2 separate regions of the Oryzias latipes genome follow, and region 1 is linked to region 2. The links are chromatin contacts, called in public Hi-C maps. All regions are on one chromosome and are shown on one strand. Each heading gives the region's core, a stretch centred on a gene start, on an enhancer-like site or on the middle of the called end of the contact. The rest is flanking DNA. Distances are from core to core; before and after follow the strand shown.

The links. Hi-C and Micro-C count contacts between places; a contact is called where the count stands out from the background.
Region 1: a contact with region 2 is called in a Hi-C map of gastrula embryo, with 1.8 times the contacts expected there. The contact joins two enhancer-like sites. A contact is called at or near these places in 3 of 5 Hi-C or Micro-C datasets (embryo, fibroblasts and gastrula embryo).

Annotation. Positions count from the first base shown.
Region 1 is chr10:14,777,189-14,781,173 of ASM223467v1, reverse strand. All of the region lies in intron 1 of LOC101169865 (protocadherin gamma-A11), which reads left to right. Among protein-coding and RNA genes, the nearest start is that of LOC101173604, 17 kb to the left of the region's middle. Within about 2 kb of position 2,488, at least 5 of the 8 cell types and tissues checked have an H3K27ac peak or open chromatin away from gene starts, as enhancers often do. A contact at or near this core is called in gastrula embryo, where this site is marked.
Region 2 is chr10:14,734,414-14,738,250 of ASM223467v1, reverse strand. diaph1 (protein diaphanous homolog 1) reads right to left here. Exons shown (of 27, transcript XM_011480127.3): 26 at 509-598. Among protein-coding and RNA genes, the nearest start is that of LOC101173604, 60 kb to the left of the region's middle. Within about 2 kb of position 2,485, at least 5 of the 8 cell types and tissues checked have an H3K27ac peak or open chromatin away from gene starts, as enhancers often do. A contact at or near this core is called in gastrula embryo, where this site is marked.

The sequences.
Region 1 (3,985 bases), core at 1,239-3,738, 43 kb before region 2:
TTCTTTGTTCTGAATGTGCAAACTAAAAGCGACGGCAGCAAGTTTCCAGAGCTGGTGGTGGACAAGCCTTTGGACAGGGAGACGCAGGCCTCCTTTCGCCTGCTGCTCACAGCTGTGGATGGGGGCCAGCCGGAGAAATCCGGCTCAACGCTTCTGCTCATCAAAGTTCTGGACGTAAACGACAACGCGCCGGTCTTCCGAGAGCAAGTCATGAAAGTGAATCTGTTGGAAAACGTCGAGGCGGGCACTTTAGTAACCAAATTAAACGCGACGGACGCGGATTCTGGCAGAAACGGAGAGATAACCTTCCTGTTCAGCAAATACACGGCGGAGCGCGTTCAGCAGCTGTTCAGCGTGGATTCGAAAAGCGGAGAGGTTCGTGTCAAAGGTGATGTGGATTACGAGAAAGCCACGGAATACCACATAACAGTCCAAGCCAGAGACAACGGCTCTCCTGCAATGGAAGGCTCTTGTAACGTCATAGTAAACATTATTGACGTGAACGACAACGCGCCAGAGGTCACGCTGACGTCACTCACAAGTCCCATCAAAGAGGACACACCACCAGAGACAGTGATTGCGCTCCTAAGTGCCAAGGACCCAGACTCAGGGGAAAATGGGAAGGTCACATTAACCATTGCTCCAGGTTTGCCCTTCAAACTTACCTCAGCTGCTGGCACACATTACAGCCTCACCACTGCAGGCAAGCTGGACCGAGAGACTGTCCCAGAGTACACAGTGGTCATCAAAGCCACTGATGCTGGCTCCCCTCCTCTGTCATCGCAGACCACCTTTACAGTAAAGCTCTCTGATGTAAATGACAATGCTCCCATATTCTCTCAGGCCTCTTACTCTGTAGACATTCCAGAGAACAACGTCCCCAGCTCCCCCATCGCCGCCGTCTCTGCCACCGACCCAGACCTGGCCGAAAACGCTCGCATCACCTACTCCATCCTCCCCAGCATGGTGCAGGGCTCGCCCATAGCATCTTATGTGTACATCAACCCGGAGACTGGGCACATCCACAGCTTGCGCTCCTTAGATCACGAACAGCTTAATGCTTTCCGTATTGAGGTGCAGGCCCAAGATGCCGGGGTACCCCCACGGACAAATAATGTCACTGTGCATGTGTTTGTGGTGGACGTGAATGACAATGCACCAGTGATTGTTCATCCCTCCTTCCCTAAAGACAAAAGACTGCAGCTTACGGTGCCCCCGTCTATTGGGCCTGGGCATGTTGTAAGCAAGCTGGTCGGAGTGGATGCAGACAGTGGGCACAATGCCTGGTTGTTTTACTCAATCGCCCCAGGACCAAATGCCGGCATGTTTCGCATTGGGGCCCACACTGGGGAGCTCCGAACCACCCGAAAGTGGGCTGAGGAGGAAGAGGGGTCAACATATGACATAACAGTCATTATCCAGGATAATGGTGACCCACCAAAATCTAGCTCTGTGAACATTACAGTAACTGTGGATGAAAAGAGCACAGCCAATAATCCTCCAGCAACCCCTGACCGCTTCTATCCCAGCACTGGGATGCCGGATATCACTTTTTATCTCATCATTTCTTTGGCCTGCGTGTCAGCAGTGTCCTTCATCACGTTTTTTGTTCTTATGGTACGCTGCCTGCGACACCGCGGCCCAGGGTTTGGGGACTCTGAGTGCTGCTGCTACGGTCGCCACAGTTCGAGCCGCTACCATCAGAGGCCCAGCAAAGACCTTCACCTGCAGCTTAACACTGATGGACCGATTCGATATATGGAGGTTGTAGGAGGCGCCCAGGAGCCATATGCACGAACCTACAGGCCCTGCTACTCCACCATCTCAAGTAGAAGTGACTTTGTATTTATGAAGACTCCCATGCTGAGTCAGAACAACACACTTAACATGACACTCAGCAGGAAGGAGCCTATGAACTCAGTCAGTGAGGTGAGGCCTTCGTTGGGACAGGATGGGATGAAATGTTGGAATATTTTTCATGCAGATGTTTCCATTTGAATAGTTTTGGAAATCCATAATTTTTAGAAATGTTTTTTTTTTTTTTATGTTCCTAACAAAGATCTTACATCTGATTCCTGACAGAAGCATTTGATTCCACCTTTGCAGAATTCGTTTTTGAAAATCTGTTCTTGAAAAAATGACCTAAGGGTTTTGGAAAATGAAAAAGGCAAACATTATAGTTCATTAATCCTTTTAGAAGTTAAGACTTATGGTGATGATTTGAGATGAAGCAGTTTGGGTGAAAAGTGTTTCCCTTTAGGACTAAAAAGTTGGACAGAGAAGAGAAAATATAAAGCTGAAGTGGCAAAGGAAGAGGAAACGGGAAAACATTAGCAGCCAACTAACAGATGGCTAGGAGATGTCCAGATGAGGGGGACTCAGTTTAATGCTAGGAGACCAAGAGGAACAGGATGACAGAGGGAGAGATTTGGAGGTTAGAGGGTGGAGGGACAGAGTGAAGACTAAAGCAGTAGCTGAAAAACAGGAATTTGTGGGGTCATTAGTCTGACCCCTGACTTCCTGTTGTCCTTTGAACTCTTAGTTGATTGGTTCCAGAGCTCAGAGCGAGAGGCCATTCCCTCTTTTATCTAAATCATGGAGCTTTTATTCATTCAGATTTGGGGTCATCCTTTAAATTTTTACATGTTTGGTGAAGCACAATCAGAAATTGACTGGCTGAATGTGTAGAAAGTACTGGAGGAAAACATCTGATAGTCGTCTGTGAAAGGATGTCAATAATGCTTCATTTTGATACAAGATAAAAAGATGCAAATTTCCTGATGTTATCTTTACCTTCTGCGTAGGCTTCCTTTGTGTGAGCTGGTGCTTTTATACATAGAGCTTTGATCTATGCGGTCCCTGAGGTCAGCAGGGTGCCATCTGTCTTCCCTGTCCCAGTGGCACGTGTGCAATCAGCACAAAAGAAAAAAGGGAGAGAAAACAGGGAAGAGAGAACAGCTTCATGCATGTGTGTAATGGTGACAGAAGGCACAGATCAGCATGGCTGCAGAGCATAAACAATCACTGTGAGCAAAACAAAACAAAAAAGAAGCCCTGCAGTAGAGTGTAATTTTAGTAGGACCCCGAGGCTTTAGTTCCTCCCCACTGTCCCTCTTTATATTCCTTTTACATCTGTTGTTTGCTGTTCTGGCACACCCTGTTCATCCATGTGCAAACTTCAAAGGTTTGGGTGGAAGTGACTGCAGTGAAACGAATCATTAGCTTTAGCATTTCGGGACATGTCTTACAGTCTTTTAGTTGTTTCTAGATTTGACTAATCACTTTGATCCCTAGTAAAAACAAAACTAACAACCTTTGCTTCTCAACTCTGACCATTTGTCATTTATAGTGTCATTTATAAAATGTCAAATTTTGCCAACATAGACTGACTTGATGTTAGAGTAGCATTTTTTAAACCATCATTTTCATTTGGTTCAAATAGTGAATCTAGTTAAAGGCTTTGTTGGGTCAAACTGAGCAGTTTTTAACCCCCCTTTAAAATGAAGCATCATGGTAATCAGTCATGACAGTGCAAACTCATCTCAGATGGGAAACGTTTTGGAAGCCAAATTTCCACTGGCATGTTCAATACGAAGATGCTGTCTTTGGCATGTGAAGGTTAAATGCTGTCATATGAATGTCTGTCTGAAAGTCAGTTGCAGCACTTTAACAAAAATCTTTTTTAGTGGTTCATTCCTGACTGTTTTACTACAATTGTAAGTCATATTTTTTTTTTTTTTACTGGCAGCGAAGACACAGGTGGTTTCATGTAGTAAAATTTGAAGCATATTTTAAATCATGTCACCCATTTATCATTCTTTAACATAACTGAATAAATCTTAAAAGTTACAATGGGTAAACAAGATGTTTGAGTAAAGTTCAGACTCAGGATGGAAAATGGAGTTGCTGGCCTCCATCTGTTCCCATGTGAGGATCAACCCAGTTTCTGCAGTGATTTATCAGCACCACCTGTACACTACATGAA
Region 2 (3,837 bases), core at 1,236-3,735:
GCAATTATCTAAAACGCTTTCCCACTAACTTTTCTGTCTGGCTTTTCCAGGAAGTCACACTTCAGAAGGTGCTCAGAATTACAACTGTGGATCCAACATTCTCAAAACAATAAATGAATAAAAGTACATCTGTCAGCGGAACAGAGTGAACATTAATTTTGTATAAAGCCCCAATATATTTAAATGTAAACATTCCTCAAAATAACTGTGGCAAATCAATAAACTGATGCTTTTCTCTCCCACTGCTGGCACACTCTTCCTTTGTGTGCACCAGCAGTCACTCACAATTTGTTGGGTCCCCTGTACTCATCCCTCCGAAATGAAAAAGGCGCACAAAAAGAGACAGCGACAACAGCCATACCCACAAAAACAAATGAGCTCCTTTAAGTGAACAACAAAAAGCTTTGAGCTCATTTGCTTCCATCTCGAGGCAGGATCTGTGGCAGAAAGTCCAACAGAAAACCTGAAAACATATACTTGTGTTCTGAAGATGTCTATTTATAAGTACCTGCTTGTCGTGGACCTCTTTTTCTCCTGAAGGCAGCACCAGACTGCAGAGCCTCCAGCAGGCCGTCCATGATACCAGTTTCATCATCCTCTGTAAAATAAATAAATAAATGAATATATATCAGGACAAAAAGCATCAAGAACAGTATTAATGAGTCAATATTCAGACATCTCTTCATAAACATGCCCAGATTCACATCATGTACCTCTCTAGTAAGTGGCAAATCAGTGGGAGTTTTATTATTTTCTCTCTGCCTGCTAAAACAAATACGACAAGAAGCTGGCAGATCCAAGCCAGCCAGGCAGGGACCCAATCAAACTGAAACCTACACTGTACGATTTCAAGAAGCAAACCTCTTAACGTTGTAAAACATTCCCTTCAAAATAGAATAAACACTCAGGAACAACATTTACATAAAACCTCAGACTGAGTGTGCGATTTGGCGTACAATACTACATGTAACTACAGGCCACATATGGGGTCTCTTTGTTTGCGCATTTGTTTACATTTGCATTCTGCGCACTGCCTCAAACTCAAGTGAATGTGCTCCAAACTAAGTGGGGCGCTCACTCTCAGGGCTATGGGCAACACGGTGGGCAGCGTTCAGTAGCAAAGCTCAGCCTTCAGACAGATGGTTTCAATCATTTCCATTTCAACCAGAATACAGGCAGAGTGCACAGCGGATGAGGCAGTAGTGTTGGGGGGGTTAAAGGTTTGTGTTGTCACATCTCTAGCTCCCAATCACAAACACAGCACACACACACACACACACACACACACACACACACATACAGTTTAATCCTGCAGTAATCCAAAGGGCAGATGGCCTGTGGTCTCACTTGTCATGTCTGAGAAAGTTTCTGTCACACACTCCTCAGTTTTCTATAGCTCACACACACCCCTCAATGTTCAACCCCAGGAACTGCACAAATCCATTTATTATCCATAATATAAAGACAGTGTTTACTCAGTTTTACTTGGAGTAACCACATGAGTAGACTAAAACACTGGAAGCACAGACACACTGACCTATTTGTGAAAATGAACAGAAAGAATAAAGAAATGGTTGTGCACTAAACATAGTCTTTGTTGTCAGAGTAAAAATCCAGCCTCAACTGGACATGTTCTAGGCTTCAAGCTCTCTATAACAAAATACAAACAACTCCTATTTGTGAAGTTGTGAAAGACAGCCTTACTTTTAAACAAGGCACTGTATAAGTTTTCCTAACCATAAAGATTTGTCAAAATTATCAGCAATAAATCAGACTTCAAGTGGAAAAACAAAAATGTTTGTATTAAAATGTGCACACAAATTTGTAATAATTCTATAATTGACCACATGATCATCAATACAGTAATGGCGGTATAAACCATACTGGTTTCTTTGTTAGGAATAGTACAGACAGGGAATTAATCTTTACACATTTGACAGTGCATGACAACAACACCAGAGTAGCAACCTAAAGCAAATAAGAAGTTAAGACAGATTATTGTGTTTAATAGTATTACAGGGTGAGATTTTAAAGGTCTTCCTCTTGATCCGATCTACTTTAATGAGACAGACCATCTTTGTGGAACACAAACACACAGTGGTCCAGTGTCTTCTAAGGAGCACTAGCACCCCCAATGGAAGTTCACACAATAGCAGAGGAGACAAAACAACTGCACTGAAATGTAATGAGAAATGACAAAGAGGGAAAGATCATTGCCTTTTAAACACAACAGCTATGCTGACTTAAACGGGATCTTTATTTTTTCATGTGCCCGTAGTTATATTTTTTTTCCAAATCAGCTTGCTGTAAAACATCAGGCACCCCAGACTTATCCTTTTTCATCTTTTCCTGTGTGCTGCTTTTCTCCTCCCTTGCTCTAACCCCCTTTCCAGAGACACCACATAGTCTAATCCGCCGCTGAGCATCTGCTGCCCTACTCTGGGCCGTCCCTTCCCCCACGCTGCCATCCCATCTGTGGAGCACGAGCACTCCCTGTGGCAGTTCCCATAACAGAGGAAGGAGATGGTCAGGCCACAACTGCACACACCCTTTACCTCATGTGACAACATGCAGTCTTTTTGCAGACACGACTGACACCTAGCTTCAGAAAAGAAGGATTTCAGCTCCCAAAAGTTGAATTTATGACAAGCTCTCCTGTCAGATGTAATTAGAACAAACATCTCACTGAGCTGTTGGGTGTGGTAGAAGATTACTGGCTCAGTACTTTGTTTAGTGTGATGAAAAATGTCCAAGTACATGATATAAATAAGACACTGTAAATGTACATATTTATTCAATCACTAACATATGCGATGAGGAGCAATCCAGAAAGACTTTCAGAAGAACGATCCACAGCCATACAGCACATTCACACAGTTTGAGTGTATGTCTGTCTTTGTGTGTCTGTGTATGTGTTGTAATGAGCCTGTGAGATTCCAAACCTAAAGGCCACAAACTGAAAACACACACTGACCTTCTCAAGGTTAAACAAATAACTGAGATTTAAGGTTTGCAGTCAAAAAGAAACGCCAATGCAGGGTGAATTCCAGAGATAGCAAAAGTATGGGAGCCAACAGGTGGGGAAAAAAACATGAGCAGCAGTTAAATGGCTCCTTTCAGCTGCTGTTTTAAACAACCTTTTTACTTATGAGGGTTGTAAACAAATTCTGAACAAAGATCAAGTTCATACAAGAGACATTTAAATGTGGTTTAATTCAAATAGGAGCTTTGGATGAGACGACTGCAGGAGAGTCAAATAAGCCACCTGTATGTAAATGGTCTCTGGCCCACTAACACACCCCCAACACTTCTCTTTGAAGCACTACTATGTTTCATATGTGTCTGACAGGCTGAACGTGAGTTTTAGCAACTGGGATGCAGCTTTAGATTCTAAAGACAGAGATAACGGGTAATAAAAGGAGAATCATCCTTTATTCTAAATAAAATAACCAGAGAGGTAAAGTAAAAAAAAACAAATAGAAGAAAAAAAGAGCGTGAGATGAGGAGATGCCAGCTAGAGCATGAGCCATCAGGATAATGAGCCAAAACTGTTTTTTTAGGAACAGCCTCTTTCCAAAAGTTAAGATAAACAAAAGAGTTTGAAAGTAAGCATCAGGAATTATAGTCACAAAAATGCACTGACACTGTAGAAAAATTTGAGTGTGGAAAGCTGAATCTCTGGAGAACCCAAGTTGAGCCCAAGAGGGGAGAAATGCACTGAAAGTAGGTCACAGTCTAAAAGACGAAGAAAAAAAAAGTCTGGGAACATAAATGTGGCCACAAGGCTGGATGTGAGAGCTCACTGTGTGCATGCAGGGATGAGAGAGTGGTCACGGG